5 separate regions of the Mus musculus genome follow, and regions 2, 3, 4 and 5 are each linked to region 1. Evidence: chromatin contacts called from public promoter capture Hi-C data. All regions are on one chromosome and are shown on one strand. Each heading gives the region's core, a stretch centred on a gene start, on an enhancer-like site or on the middle of the called end of the contact. The rest is flanking DNA. Distances are from core to core; before and after follow the strand shown.

Region 1 (2,700 bases), core at 144-2,643:
GCAGGAGGCTGGAGCAGGAACTCGAATGTCCTGGTTGCTTTTGTTAGTTTTGTCAACTTGACACAGGCCAGAGTTATATAACTGAGGAGAGGAAGCTTAACTATATTATTAATGATTATTGACATGGATGGGCCAGTCACACATACACACACACATACAATCTATAAATAAAAGTATTCTTTTTTTCCCCCACTCTGTAATCTTTTCTTTTTTTTTTTTAAGAGAGAAAATGGGAGTGTACCATAATTTGGCTAAACGCATCAAGGCAGATTTAGGGGTGTAGTCATTTTTCTGTTGAAAGCAAGGCTGTGATAAAGACTTGTATTATAGGGGTACACAATTGGATCCCATTTGCTTCCTCCTTTCTGAGTAGCCTGCATTACTCAAGGACCCGATAGCCTGAAATACCACTAAGCAGCTGTCAACAGGGAACCAGGCCTTCATCTAACACGTGATGGTGTTTTCCACTGATGCCTGAAAGACAGCATCTGAGCCAGATCCGTGGAGGGAGGTTTTTGGAGATTTGCTGTCTCATACCTTGCCTTCCCCCTCACCCCCACTGCCCCATGGACTCGAGCCAATGAGTGCATAAAGGTCTTCCAAATCTTTTCATTCCTAGCCATAAAGGCAGCAGACACAGCTAGTTAAACACTTTGTCCATGGAGCAGATGGGTGAAAAACGTAGGTCCATTGAGGGCATTACTCTGCTTTTCCACTCCAAAATCCAGAGTTTGCCGGAGCAGCTCCAGCCTACAGTTGACAAAGTGTAGAATTCCCTCACCGAGGTCTTTCCAGAGGTCATCCCTGAATTTACAGCGATCCCCATCTGGAGTATGCTAATGAATCTGGTGCTTCTGGTAGACCAGCGTGGTATTAAGATCCTTCGCATCTTGACTCCTGGGGGCCCCCTCTAGGGACCCAGCCAAGAATTCAGCCTGTACTTCAACCAAAATTTCTCTTCACACTTTTTCGCAGCAGTAATCCCGCAGTCAAAGTTTATAGAAACTTACACAGGCTGGTGAGAACCTGACCTCTAGAATAGGATCCCCGAAGCGCCACATGGTGGAAGGAGAGAACCAATTCCCCCCAAGCTGTCTTGGGCTCCCACCCACACCTCTTGGCATAGCTCCACTCCACTTAATAAATAGGTGTAACGTATCTCTACAAGACTTGGACTGTAGCACGTGGTCTCGCATGCTCCTGCAGAACTTCAAGTTGGAGTTGCATCTCGGAATTAGATTAGAGGCAGTACAAGTCTAAAGCGCAGCCTGCTCAAACCAGGTGAGCAGGAGCACAACCCAGCTCCTGAGCGCCTAGCCAGGGGCGGGGCCGCGCGTCCCGCCCAGGAGCCGCGTCACCGCCAAGCGCGCCGCCGAGGCGGGAGGGAGGGAGGGGGTGAGAGAAGGAGGGCGGCGCGGCGGCGCGCATCTGTAGCCGGCTCCCGGGCTATGGCTGGGTGGGCCGGGTTTGAGCTCTCGGCCCTGAACCCCCTGCGGACGCTGTGGCTGGCGCTGGCCGCCGCCTTCCTGTTCGCGCTGCTGCTGCAGCTGGCGCCCGCCAGGCTGCTGCCGAGCTGCGCGCTCTTCCAGGACCTGCTCCGCTACGGGAAGACCAAGCAGTCCGGCTCGCGGCGCCCCGCCGTCTGCAGGGCCTTCGATGTCCCCAAGAGGTAACGTCGGTGGCGGGGCGCGCCCGGCAGGGGGCAACAGAGGCGGCGCAGGCACGTGAGCCAGGGGCTGTCCCCGAGCCGTCCCCGGAAATGACAGAGCATCTCAAGTTGGCCCGGCCCCCAGGGAGCCGCCCTGACTTCTTTACCCCCAGTTTTCCGCTTCCCCTCCCCAGAACTTGAGGTCGTGGAAATTCATGGACTTGGAGGCAAGTTCTTCCTCGATTTCCGCAGTTCTCAGCCCGATCTGTCACAGTCAAGAAAGAAGTCCAGAGTGTGCTCCCCTGGGGCTGTGCAGACATCACTAACCTGCATCTCCACAGGTGCTCTGGCAAACTAGCCCAGTATGCCCTGCCCCAACCCATCCCGGAAGGCTCAGTAACCAAGTTGTGAAATACTAAAATCTTCCGGGGTACATATGGACTCCGCTGAGAATATGTGAGACCCGCCACATGGCTTTCCTTTCCTTTTCTTTCTTTCTTTCTTTTTTTTTTTTTTTTAACTCCACGATGAATTCAGTATGTAGATGGAGAAGTCATCTTAACACAGTATTCTAGATAATAAAGCTGTGTCATTTTTTTTTATGAAATTCATCACGCATTTGCATTTAGAATTGAATTGGAAGGAATGTGATGGGTTCTGACGGATTCATCTAGATTGCTTTAGAAATCTGTAGCCGTTGCCCACCTCTGCAGATGGCGGTGGGGCTATCAACTGGCCCCAGCTATGTCCTGACTGTTGGAGGGGGTCTTTCAGGGGGTTAGTGTGAGAGCAGAGTACCATGTCATTGTGAAGAATGAATGGTAAAGAGATTAAGACCCGGAAGAACTCTTCCTTAGAGGCCCAATTTTAAGACCATCCTACCGTCCTCTTATCCTCGGGTTTGATTGGCCTATATCCCTTATGCTATATAGCAATTTATTTTCTGACTTTTGAGAGAGGTTCTAGTGTCCCCAGAGTTCAAAGCACACTTAAAAATCACTTATACTCAGTCTCTCTGGATGGGACTCCTCAGCTGCTACACTCAAGTCTGC
Region 2 (2,700 bases), core at 111-2,610, 1.9 Mb before region 1:
TGTTACTAGATACAGGGTTTGTCCCGGTCTGACCAGAGTAGGAGGGTAAATTCTTATTACCTGGTGAATGAAGCCCAGAATGGACTGTGATTAAACAAGAAACGGTGTGTTGAGCCTGGAATCAGCTTCTTTTGCTTTTCTACCTTCAATAAAGGTGTACAAAATGCCACAGGCTTTGCTCTTAGGCACCAAGATAAAAGGCCCTGAGGGTTGTAAGGGCATGCTGGTGGCGATAGATAAAGTAGGTTGCTGAAGTTGGGATCTGGCCAGCAGTTGTCTGTGATTTTCTCTGATGAGGACACGGGGGTACTTGGTATTTTTATGAGTGCTAGACTCCTCATCTTCCTTGGCGACAAGCCACTTTTAACTAACCTTTATGACTAGGCTAACCGTGGGGCCCCTCTGCCTCCCGGTGAGTCCAATCCACAGCTGCACTGACTTCTTGTCTTACCTTTCACAGATCTGGGAGGAGGCGTGACTGGGCTAGCCATGCAAGCTTGTTCTAGTGACTTTTAGCCTGGCTTTGCCTCTCGGGGTGCGGTACTTGCTTTCCACGTTGTGTGCCTTCTCGTGGGCTTGCACTGTTGGCAAGAACTAGAACAAAATAGGTATTTTGCCCCAAAGACAAACGCCACATTTTGGGTCACGGAGGGGTGCCTTTGTTTAGGAATACAAGGATGGGGAAAATGTATAATCCAGGATAATACTTTGAATGTAGCCAAGTCAGTGCAAAGATGTCGAGCGCACGAGCAGAACATAGGGCAGGGCCAAACAGGGCAGTGACCTATGGGGCTCCCAGCAGGTTCCTTGGGGTCAGAGGTGGAGAAGCCAGTGGTCAGAGAGGTTAGGGGACCTGGGACCCAATTCAGAGAATGCCTAGGGACTGACCTACGGAGGCCCAGCGGCGAGGTTGGCAGACAAGGGTGGGTGCTTCTAAACCCACCGCGGATCTGAGATCCCGCGGACACGCCAGGTCTCCTATGAAGGCAAGGACAGATTCCCCCCACGTGGACCTGAGACCCAGCAGACACGGCCAGATCCCCCCACGCGGATCTGAGACCCCGTGACCCCGCAGGCACCGGTGCGGCCGCGTGCTAGCGCAGCGGGAGCCGGCTGGGTCCCGCACGTTGCCACCCTCGCGCCGGCCGCCCTGTTTTCCTCGGATCTCACGGGGCCCCGCACTCGCTCTCGGCTCCTGTGGGGGCGCAGCCTGGTAGTGCAGGCCGTGGGCGGGGCCTCGAGCGGGGCGCTCGGGGATTGGCTGCTGGAATGGAGGCGGGGCCTGGGCCAGAGAAAACCCGCGCCCCGGCGGCTGCCATCCCAGCCGCGATCCGGAACCCCCGAGCCTCTCTTCTCGTCGCGCTCTCCCGTTCTTTCCAGTTTCTGCCCGCGCGCCCTCCGACGGGGTACCCTCCTCTCCTTGCAGCGCGAGCCGTCTCCTGTCCTGACTTTCCTCCCCGCTCCGTGCAGCCGGGCCGTAGCGGCGATGCGCCTCATCCAGAACATGTGTACCATCGCAGAGTACCCCGCCCCAGGCAGCACCGCTGCCGACTGCTGCCTGGGGGCTGCGGGCCGCCGGCTCGTTAAGATCGCCGTGGTAGGGGCCAGCGGCGTGGGCAAGACCGGTGAGTCCATGCGAGGAACCCGCTTGGTGGAGGGGCGGGACGTGGGAGACCCCCGCTCGGACTGGAACTGAGAGACGGTGGGCGTTGCAGTGGGATCCTCTGCCTCTTCATGTCTCTGCTTTAACGAAGAGGGTCACTGGGGCCCAGAGCGTCCCGCCGACTTTCGGGCCAGAGTAGAACTTTGGGGCTTTGGGCTTTTGGCAGGATCTGGGGCGGAATGGGGGAGCTAGTGATTGTAACCCCTCCAGGAGTTCCGTAAGGTTAGGAAGAAGTTTGCCTGCTGGAAGGCTTAGGTGTGGCCCAGCTGGGCTCCGCGGAGGGGCTGGGCCTCAAGACCCTTCCTGCTGGCAGAGCTGTAATTCACTCCTACCTCCTTGTGTCTGGTAGAGGGTCAAGGAGCCCTCGGTGGCCGGCTGTGACTTTCTTTGGAAGAGTTGTTTTCCAGGTGGGGGTGGGGTGGAGAACCGTCTAACTTAGTGGGTTAACAGTCTGTTTTCTTTTCTGAATTGCAGCTTTGGTGGTCCGATTCCTCACTAAACGATTCATCGGGGACTACGAACGAAATGCAGGTGAGGAAACGTACGGAGACCAACCCTGTTGGGATGGCCGCCCTCATTTCTCAGTACCTTTAAGGACACTTCCTTCAGAGTGACAGTGTTTAGCATCAAGATTCTGCTACTTCCAATTCTGCACGCCCCCTCCCCCTCCCCCTTCCCCCTCCCCCCAGCTGCCATCTGGCCTCATTCCATTCTTGGCGCATTCATCATTTTATCAAGTGCCCGAAAGTATTCCCTGTGGTATGTTTTAACTATAGGGACCCCAGTTGGAAGCACCGTTTGTACTCCAAGGCCTTGTCCTTTAAAACATGCCTGCAAAAGTCATAAAAAAAAAAAATACCCAACCAAACAAAAAACCCAGCTGCAAGCTCCTCCCCCACCCTCTCCCTCTGCTGGCTGCCTTTCAGGGGCGACCTTTGAAAGCAAAGGCCAAAGAAGAGTTGTAAGCCTAAAGTTCTTTCCTTAACAAAGACAAATAAGTAGCTGCTATGATTCTAGCAGGGGGAGAGCAAATTGCT
Region 3 (2,700 bases), core at 168-2,667, 1.1 Mb after region 1:
GACTGTCCCAGAAAAAACAGCCATTGAAATCTTTGGTGGTCAAGTACCTTAGGGCCTTCATTCCGCCTTGCCTTCAATTTTGTACCAACTAGTAATATATTGTAGGGTTTTGTTTTGTTTTGTTTTTTTTTTTTGAAAGATGGGTTCTACAGCGTGCCAGAAAAGAGGTAAAGGAAAATGTCAGAGAAACCTGAAGCTCTGCTTCCAGCCTCTTAGCACCCACCTGCTGCTACCTCTGTAGTAATGCCAACGAGAGGTTCACACATTTAGATCCGGAAATGCCGGGCCCTGAAGGCGGCCGAGAGCTTTAAACTCTAGCTGGTAGTTCACTAACTACAAATTAAAGGCTACAAGGCCCACTTCCAGGAAGACATTAAAAGCAGGCTAAAAAAGCATTTCAGGTGAGAAGGGACAGGACCTGAGACTCCCTGTCCCCATTATAAGACGTCAGGTACTGAACTGGACTTGGCTTTGTCTCAACCCCCACAAGGACTGATTTTCTCCTGGTTAAGAGTTTGCAATGTGAAAGCATTTTGACCTCATGAAGCTTAAAATTACAGTTAAGCATAAAGATCTGTGTAGGCAGGCACTTAGATTTTGTTTCTTTGATTGAGAAAGGTCTCACTTTGTAGCTATGGCTGGCCTGAAAATTCTTACATAGCACACTAAAGCTTTAAGCTCTCAGCAATCCTCCTGCCTCTGTCTACTGAATTCTGAGTCTGATTGCAGACAAGAGCAATCCCCCACCCCCGGGCCCCCCAATTTGTCAAGTCAATGACCTGGATCTCCTGGTGCTCACGCCTTTCAAGTAGGATTACAGACTTGTGCAGCCAGGGCCGATTTTCGGGTTTTGTATTGTTTTTTAATTTCTTGCACTAGTGTCCCTAAGTAGCCCAGGTTGATCTTGAACTCCGGCCTTTAACTCTTGATCCTCCAGTCTCAACAGCATTCTGAGTGTTGGGATTAACGGCGAGAGCCCACACGCCAGGCCTGAACAGTATTTTTCGAGGCTTCAGCCTTACTTAAGAGGCCAGTGACAATACTTCTCAAGAGGGCGGTCAATGCCTGCACGTTTTTTCCTCCAACAACCCCAATTCTCGTGCACGCCCGGGTAAGGCTGGGGCTAACTTCTGCTATTTGTTTATAAAAGAAAGAAGCTCAGGGAGTAGGTTCCGCCCCTTTAATGAGCCTAAGGCGGGAGTCGGGGGCCGGGCGGATTAGGTAAGTTTCCCCCGAGGCGCGCCCCCAGGCAGGCCAGGAGTCCACTTCGAGCCTCGGGACCGAGGGGCGGGGCGCGCTCGGCGGCCACGCGCGCGGGCGGGGAAGGGGGCGTGTCGGCGGGCGCGCGCGGACGGCGAGGGGGCGTGTCCGGCGGGCGGGCGGGCGGCGACGGCGCGGGCCGGGTGCGCGGCGCAGCGTCCTGTGCTGGAATGTGCGGCTCCCGCGAGCTCGCGGCGCAGCAGCAGAAGACCGAGGAGCGCCGCCGAGGCCGCGGGCCCCAGACCCGGGCGGCCGGGACCGCAGCGACGGCAGAACCAGGGCCGGCGGTCTGATCCCGCTCCGCGATCGCACCCCGGGATCTCGAGGGCCTCGACGCCCAACTTTTCCCCGCTCTCCCTCCCCTCCCCTCCCCCGAAAGTCCAGCAACAAAGAAAAGGAGTTGGAGCGGCGGCGACGCGGGGGTGGCGGACCGTGGGCGCACAGTTCAGAGGGTAGGACGCGGCGGAGCGAGGAGAGCGACGGGGGAGGGCGGCGGGCAGGCGCGGAGCGGCGCGAGGCGCTGTCCAGGGCTGATTTGCAGATACTGTGGCTCGGGCGGCGCGGCGGCCGGGCGGGGGCGGGATCGAGTTACGGAGCGAGTCACGGGCTGGGCCGGGGGCTGGTGCGGAGCGGCGTGGGCATCGGCCCCCAGCGGAGCACGGGGAGGCCCTTCCGCACGGCGCTGAGATCCGGGGCCACGGAGGCCGGAGCGCCGCTGCTGGTGACCGCGGTCCTGAAACTTCCCCCCTCCGCCCTCCCTCCGCCTCGGGCCCAACGCCCCCGGCCCCGCCGGCGTCCCAGGCTCGCCGCCCCCTCCCCCCCAGTCGTAGCAGGGCCGGAAGGCGGCCGCCCCGCTTGACTCAGCCCGGGGCACGGGCGGCGCCGGCGGCAGGCTGGACAGCGATTTCTGCGGCCCGCGCTGGCTCTGCGCAGCGGGGGAGCGAAGTTCGCAAACTTCCGGGCCACGGGGGCGGCGGTGGCGGCCCGCGTGGGGCCCCTCGCAGCGACCGGGGGCCGACAGCCTCGGGAGGGCGCCGCGGAGCCCCGGTACAGGCCCGATCGGACGCGGGTAGCGAGGTAACTTTTCCGCCCAGTCCCGGCCGGGCTAGTGGCGGGCGGCGGGGGAGGGGGCTGCGGGGCCGCGGCCGGCCGGGGAGGCGCCTCTAGGGTGGTGGGCAGCGCGTGAGGTCCGAGCCCAGGCACCGCCCGCGGGTTGGTGGCGGAGAGGAAGCAAGAGGGCCCAAGTTTGCAAAGAGCTGCTTTGTGTTTGGTATTTTGAGAAAATGGCCGAATGCCTATTTCAGTTAGGAATGCCGCCGCCGAGGCCGGCGCTGGTGGCAGCGGCACATAGGAATTCGGTGCAACACGTTGCTCTCGGGCTGTGCTTAGCACAGTCTGCCCGAGAGACGTGGAGATTTCCTTGGGAGTGTGGCTGCCGAG
Region 4 (2,700 bases), core at 90-2,589, 1.2 Mb after region 1:
CGGATTCTGATTCTTTATCTCCTCCAGTGGCTCATCCCCGGCAGGGTACTGTGGTCCTTGATGACCAGGAGCCACCACGAGCCCGGCGCGGATGCAATCGTCCCACAGCCGCTTCCGCAGCCGCTTCAAGTAGCCGGGAGCGTCCTGGGGCAGCAGGTCCACTTTGTTCCCCAGCACGATGAGTTGCTTGGGGCCCACCAGCTTGGGCAGGTCGGGCAGCAGGGCGTCCGGCAGGTCTAGAAGATTCACCATATAGAGCACCAGAGCCGGCCCGGGACGCCGCAGCGCTGCGCTCACAAGCTCCAGGTACTGATCGCGGCTTACCTGCAGGCGCAGGGCTCGTCCGTGGTGCACCAGCAGCCAGCAGCGTTGGCACACGGTCCGCGCCGGGCCGCCTTCCGCCTGGGCAGCGTCGCGGAACTTCTCCTCCGGCAGGTAGCCCGGCAGGCCGGGATGCTGGCAGTGCAGCTCGGCTCCGCAGCCCGAGCAGTAGATGCCGCTGGGCGGCACCGAGGCGTCTGGAAACTCCGGGACAGGCAGCGTCCGGAAGCCCGCCCGCAGCTTCTGCTGAAGCCGCTCCTCCCGCTGCTGCAATCTCTCTCGTTCCTTCTCCTGCTGCAGCTGCTGCAACTCCCGCAGCTCCTGCAACTCCCGCACTTGTTCCTCCGGGGTCCGCTCCGGGACGTACTCCGGGAACAGAAAGCGTTCCTCCGTGTCCGGGCCTTCTGCATAGTCCTCGGTCGCCGTGGAGCTCGGGGGAACCCGACGGCCCAAGGATGATGCACGCTGGCGGATGGGGACCTCACACTTCCCCTCCAGAAGCCACCGTGCTGGGCCGTAGCACGCAGCGGCCGGCGCGGGGCCCCGCCGGAGCCCGCAGAGCAGCCCGCAAGCCAGGCGCGCGGGCAGCATGTGGACAGCGCGAGGAGGGCGGGGCCTCGCGCGCGCACGCGCGCTCGCGTCCGAGAAGTTCCTCCCCCAGCGACTAGACGAGAGGGAACTGTCCAACAGTGCGGCCGATTCTCGCACTCTCGCGATGACAGCTCTGAAACTCGAGAGTTCAGGCAGACGTGCAAAGGCACGGACTCGATAGAGCTGGGTGAGCAGAAGGTTCTCCAGTGCTCAGTCCACACGCGGAGCCATTTCTTTCATAAATCTTCAAACAAATCAAAACACGCAGCAAGAAACTTTCATTAGCGTAACCTAACTTCTGGCTAAGGAGCCGTCTGTCCTCAGCGGCAGCCAGCTAGTCATCACTCGCGCATGCGTAGTTCAAGTCCAGCCAGACCCTTTGCCAGTCGTCTGCGCAGGCGCAAGCCTCACACCCCGCCCCCTCGCTGAGACGCCGAGGATTCTGGGAACGTCGGAGACGGACATTGCTTGGTATCGCACTCTTGAGTTTGCCGCCGCGCTTCCCGTCTCCAGCTTTGCGATTCCGAGTAAGAGCTCCAGAAACCTTTGGCCAAGATGTATGACGCCGACGAGGGTAAGTGACCGCTTGAGGCACGCTTCACGCTATAGCCCCTTAGGCGGGACGGCGGGGGACCTGCAGCAGGGATCAGCGCCAGCCGCCGCATCCCGTCCGTGGCGCGCGGGCTCCCGGCAGCCTGGTTCCTACGATTTAGCCCGGGAACGAAGTGGGCTTTGCTAGCGGTGCAGGCTCGGGGTTCACGTTCCTGGGTCGGCTTGATTGCTCCCTACACGGCCTCCCGTTAAATCTGTAACCACCTTCCAGAATCGACATAGCGTAGCTTATTAACTAACATTTAGTTGTTTGATGTTGATTGATTTCATTTATCATTTCAGTCGACTTATTGAATAGCTATTATTATTATTATTATTATTATTATTATTATTAAACGGCACAGGGAATTGAACCCAGGGCCTGTCTGCACATACTCTGCTTCTGAGCCATATTTCTAGGCCCAGGAAGCTCAATTTTTGACCACGTCCTTGTGTTAGACATTGTTAAACTCTGGACGTATTAGGGACAAAGAACGGGTTCTGGGTTGACATTCCTTCACACTGTCTTCAGTTTAAGTAAACTGCCTTAAAAGATGGCCTTAAGCGGTCACTTCCCACGAGATGACAGTTCTAGGATGGTATGTTTTCCATTTTCACGAGGACAAAATGGCTTTTTACTTTTTGTATGAACACTTCTTAGTCCTACCCATTTTATTTTCATGTTGTGTGTGTGTTTTTTTTAAGCTCCCTTTTCTCTGATCAAAAATCATTTTATTCCAGCTCCCAACTTTGTGGCTGTCCTATGCATTCCCCTCCCTCCCCCTTTTCTCATGGAAACAATAGAAGCAAACGCTTTAACTTTTAAAATTGCTTCAATGTCTCAGACCCATTCATACCTCATTAGAATCTATTAGAATCGTTATATTCTTTTTAAAGTTATTCTTACTTGAAGGAAATTTAGGAGCTTTAAAACCATATGACATTTATTTATTTTGTGCATATGTATGAATGTGGGCGCACTCATGGGGTGTACCATAGAGGTCCTGGAGTTTGAATTCAGGTTCATGGCCCTCAGACTATATATTTCTGTAGAGCATATTTCACTCTTCAGATACTTTTAACAGGAGCGTGATGCTCAAACGAAGCTTTCTTACTGGACTGGAGATGTAGCCTGGTGCTCGTACTGCCTAGTGTGGGCCATGCTCTGCAGTCAGTCTTAGGCATGGAGGGGGTGGG
Region 5 (2,700 bases), core at 77-2,576, 1.1 Mb before region 1:
CTTCTTCCGGACAACTCATTATTTGCCCCAAGTCTACATTCCTTTATTAGTCACGACCTTTCAGAATGCTTTCATCCCTTATTGTTTGAATAATATTGGGACTTTTGATGTTGCTAATAAACCTTACAGGGGCCCTTATCAAAGAAGCCAACCTAGGTCCGTGTCCCAAAACAGACCGGATTACAGGAAACTCGGTACTTGTAATTCCTTGTAAACAGATGTATCCTCCTCTTTTTTTCCGTCCACCTGTATACTTCTATCATACATAATTGACAGCAACTCGAATCAGTTTTGCAGAAATTTACTCTTGAGGAACTGGGAAGCCCCTACGTGTTATGTGTGATAGACACACGACAGTGAATCTCATTTACCAACTGCCACTGGGATCTTAACACCTCAGATCTGACCTCTGAGCCATATGTCAATAGGCTGTAAGTCAGGCAGAGTCCCAAAGAATAACGGGGGTGTGGGGGGTGTTACAAAGATGGATCCCACAAGATGTGTGTGTGTGTGTGTGTGTGTGTGTGTGAGTGTGTGCACCTCTAGCCTGTACCGATGGCCCATCAGGCAGACCCTAAAGAGCCATCTTCCCGGCTGGGACCCCACACATCCCCGCGGGCCACGGGGCCTGCTCCGGGGCTGTGGGAGGGAGGGGAGGCAGTGTCTGTCCCCACTTGGGAGTCCTAAACAAATGGAAGCAGAGCAAGTTCTCACTTCCTGATCGCCGGAGCTTCCCCCAAGGCCCCCGTCCCGCGCCAGTCACCGGGGACGGGGGTTTAAGAAAAGGAGGACCCCCAGGGGTCCCAGGGCCCACCCCGCCCGCGCCTCGCCACCCGTCCTCGTCCTAGCCCTCGCAGGGCCTTACACGGTGACGTGACCGGAGCCGCGGACCACCACCGGGTCGGGCGAGTACTTGAGCAGCTGCTCCTCCAGGGCCCGCTCCTCGTCCTCCTCCTCCTCGTAGATTTCATCGAAATCCGCCATCCCGAGCCGGCGAGCCCCCCGCCCGGGGCCCTGGCTCTGGGGCGGCCGCGGGGAACGGCTGGTGAGGCGGCGGGCGCGGAGGCCGCGGAGCTGGCGCTCGGCAGTGTGGGCTCCGGCTACTGAGGAGACCTGGTCCCGGCCGCCGCCGTTGCCGCCGCCACCGCCGCCATTACCGTGGGCAGGAACAACAACACAATGTCAACATCCGCCGGGGCCGCCACCCCCGCCAGCGCCGCCGCCCGCGCCAGCGCCGCCGCCGTCGCCGCCGCAACTCCGGCAACCACAGCAACAGCCCGAGCCACCCGCAGCAGGAGCAGCCGGCTACCGCATCGCGAGACTTCCCGGGAGCGCGGGCGGGCGCGGGCGTGGGCGCGGGCGCGCGGGTGGGCGGGCGGGCGCGTTCACGCGGACGGTCTCGCGCGCTCCCGGGACGCCGGCCTCTTCCTCCGCTTCCACCCGGCGCGGCCCCGCCCTCCGGCTCCAGGGTCAGCGACCCGGAAGGCGGCGTCTGTGAGGATCGGGGGCGCTGACCCCGACTCGACTCCTAGAGCCAGGCTGGAGTAATCTGTAGCCCAAACAACGACAGCGGGCGAAGCCCCTGGCCGGACCAGAGAATCTGACTGCCGGTTTAATAAAACGTTTTTAGTCCACGATGCGAAGCAGAGTTGGTTGACTTTGCCAACTTGAGATTAACAAAGCAGTGCATTCTCTTTTTTTTTGTTGTTGTTGTTTGGTTTGGTTTGGTTTGGTTTGGTTTGGTTTGGTTTGGTTTGGTTTGGTTTGGTTTGGTTTGGTTTGGTTTGGTTTGGTTTGGTTTGGTTTTTCGAGACAGGGTTTCTCTGTGTAGCCCTGGCTGTCCTGGAACTCATTCTGTAGACCAGGCTGGCCTCGAATTCAGAAATCCCCCTGCCTCTGCCTCCCAAGTGTTGGGATTAAAGGCGTGCACCACCACTGCCCGGCAAACAGTGCTTTCCTGTCTACTGTCCTACCTGATTTTCCAAAATATCTCCAAAGCCAAATATTCTGTCCTTTTAGCCCAGGTTGTTTGTTTGTTTGTTTGTTTGTTAACAAGAAATCTCACCATCAATACTACCTAACAAAGTTGACAAGTTCTCTGTGTTCCAATTAAGAAGTTGCAGTTGTATGCTTCGTCTCTCTAGTGAAAAATGTTTTCTCCACAAGAGGGGATGGGGGAAGGGAGGAACAGTGGACTCATGGATCACCTTGGACCTGGTTTCACAATCAAGAGTCTGCCAAGCATCCAAACAACATAGGAACAGAACTGGACTCCTACGGCAAACTGGACCATGGGGTAACAAGAGTTCCTCATTGGTCTGGAAAGGAAAGAGGAGTTGTACTGGACCCAGTGTCCACAAACAGTTCTCTACGCAGTGTTCGCATCCTTCAAGTTCGTTTACGGGTCTTTGTCCAAGCAGAAAACGTACAAAGGTTAACATGAGAGTGGAAAATGCTGGACAACTTAATCCTGGAAAGATCTGGGGAAAAAAAAAAGGGCAGTGAGCTAGGCAGGGAAAAATAGTCGATGCGTCAGACTTATGCTTTCCCAGATTTATTCATTCAATAAACACTGAACCTACTGTGTGGTCAGCTGTGTGTGTGTGTGTGTGTGTGTGTGTGTGTGTGTGTGTGTCTGTGCGCGTGCACGCGCGACTATGTATGTTACAGTCTCTGGCAGTAACTTTTCTGTCATTAAGG

The links. Promoter capture Hi-C pulls out the DNA fragments that hold promoters and counts their contacts.
Region 2: a contact with region 1 is called in a promoter capture Hi-C map of liver, with 2.1 times the contacts expected there. The contact joins the promoter of Rasl11b here to the promoter of Srd5a3 in region 1. A contact is called at or near these places in 4 of 39 promoter capture datasets (the C10 cell line, hippocampal neurons, liver and 1 more) and 1 of 115 datasets of contacts at active chromatin or transcription factors (astrocytes).
Region 3: a promoter capture Hi-C map of pre-B cells shows a contact between it and region 1, with 5 times the contacts expected there. The contact joins the promoter of Rest here to the promoter of Srd5a3 in region 1. A contact is called at or near these places in 4 of 39 promoter capture datasets (the C10 cell line, liver and pre-B cells), 2 of 484 Hi-C or Micro-C datasets (CD4 T cells and erythroblasts) and 2 of 9 other capture datasets (adipose tissue and liver).
Region 4: a promoter capture Hi-C map of pre-B cells shows a contact between it and region 1, with 3 times the contacts expected there. The contact joins the promoter of Polr2b here to the promoter of Srd5a3 in region 1. A contact is called at or near these places in 2 of 39 promoter capture datasets (erythroid cells and pre-B cells) and 1 of 484 Hi-C or Micro-C datasets (CD4 T cells).
Region 5: a promoter capture Hi-C map of pre-B cells shows a contact between it and region 1, with 6 times the contacts expected there. The contact joins the promoter of Chic2 here to the promoter of Srd5a3 in region 1. A contact is called at or near these places in 4 of 39 promoter capture datasets (hematopoietic stem and progenitor cells, liver, neutrophils and 1 more), 7 of 484 Hi-C or Micro-C datasets (the Ba/F3 cell line, CD4 T cells, the G1E-ER4 cell line and 3 more), 4 of 115 datasets of contacts at active chromatin or transcription factors (embryonic stem cells, large pre-B cells, pro-B cells and 1 more) and 2 of 9 other capture datasets (adipose tissue and liver).

Annotation. Positions count from the first base shown.
Region 1 is chr5:76,138,880-76,141,579 of GRCm38.p6, forward strand. It overlaps Srd5a3 (steroid 5 alpha-reductase 3), which reads left to right and starts at 1,394. Exons shown (of 6, transcript NM_020611.4): 1 at 1,394-1,669. The coding sequence starts at 1,449.
Region 2 is chr5:74,193,966-74,196,665 of GRCm38.p6, forward strand. Rasl11b (RAS-like, family 11, member B) reads left to right here and starts at 1,361. Exons shown (of 4, transcript NM_026878.1): 1 at 1,361-1,625; 2 at 2,138-2,194. The coding sequence starts at 1,487.
Region 3 is chr5:77,264,077-77,266,776 of GRCm38.p6, forward strand. It overlaps Rest (RE1-silencing transcription factor), which reads left to right and starts at 1,418. Exons shown (of 4, transcript NM_011263.2): 1 at 1,418-1,712.
Region 4 is chr5:77,309,145-77,311,844 of GRCm38.p6, forward strand. It overlaps Polr2b (polymerase (RNA) II (DNA directed) polypeptide B), which reads left to right and starts at 1,340. Exons shown (of 25, transcript NM_153798.2): 1 at 1,340-1,486. The coding sequence starts at 1,468. Noa1 (nitric oxide associated 1) reads right to left here and starts at 942. Exons shown (of 7, transcript NM_019836.3): 1 at 1-942. The coding sequence starts at 912.
Region 5 is chr5:75,043,315-75,046,014 of GRCm38.p6, forward strand. It overlaps Chic2 (cysteine-rich hydrophobic domain 2), which reads right to left and starts at 1,327. Exons shown (of 6, transcript NM_028850.5): 1 at 866-1,327. The coding sequence starts at 984.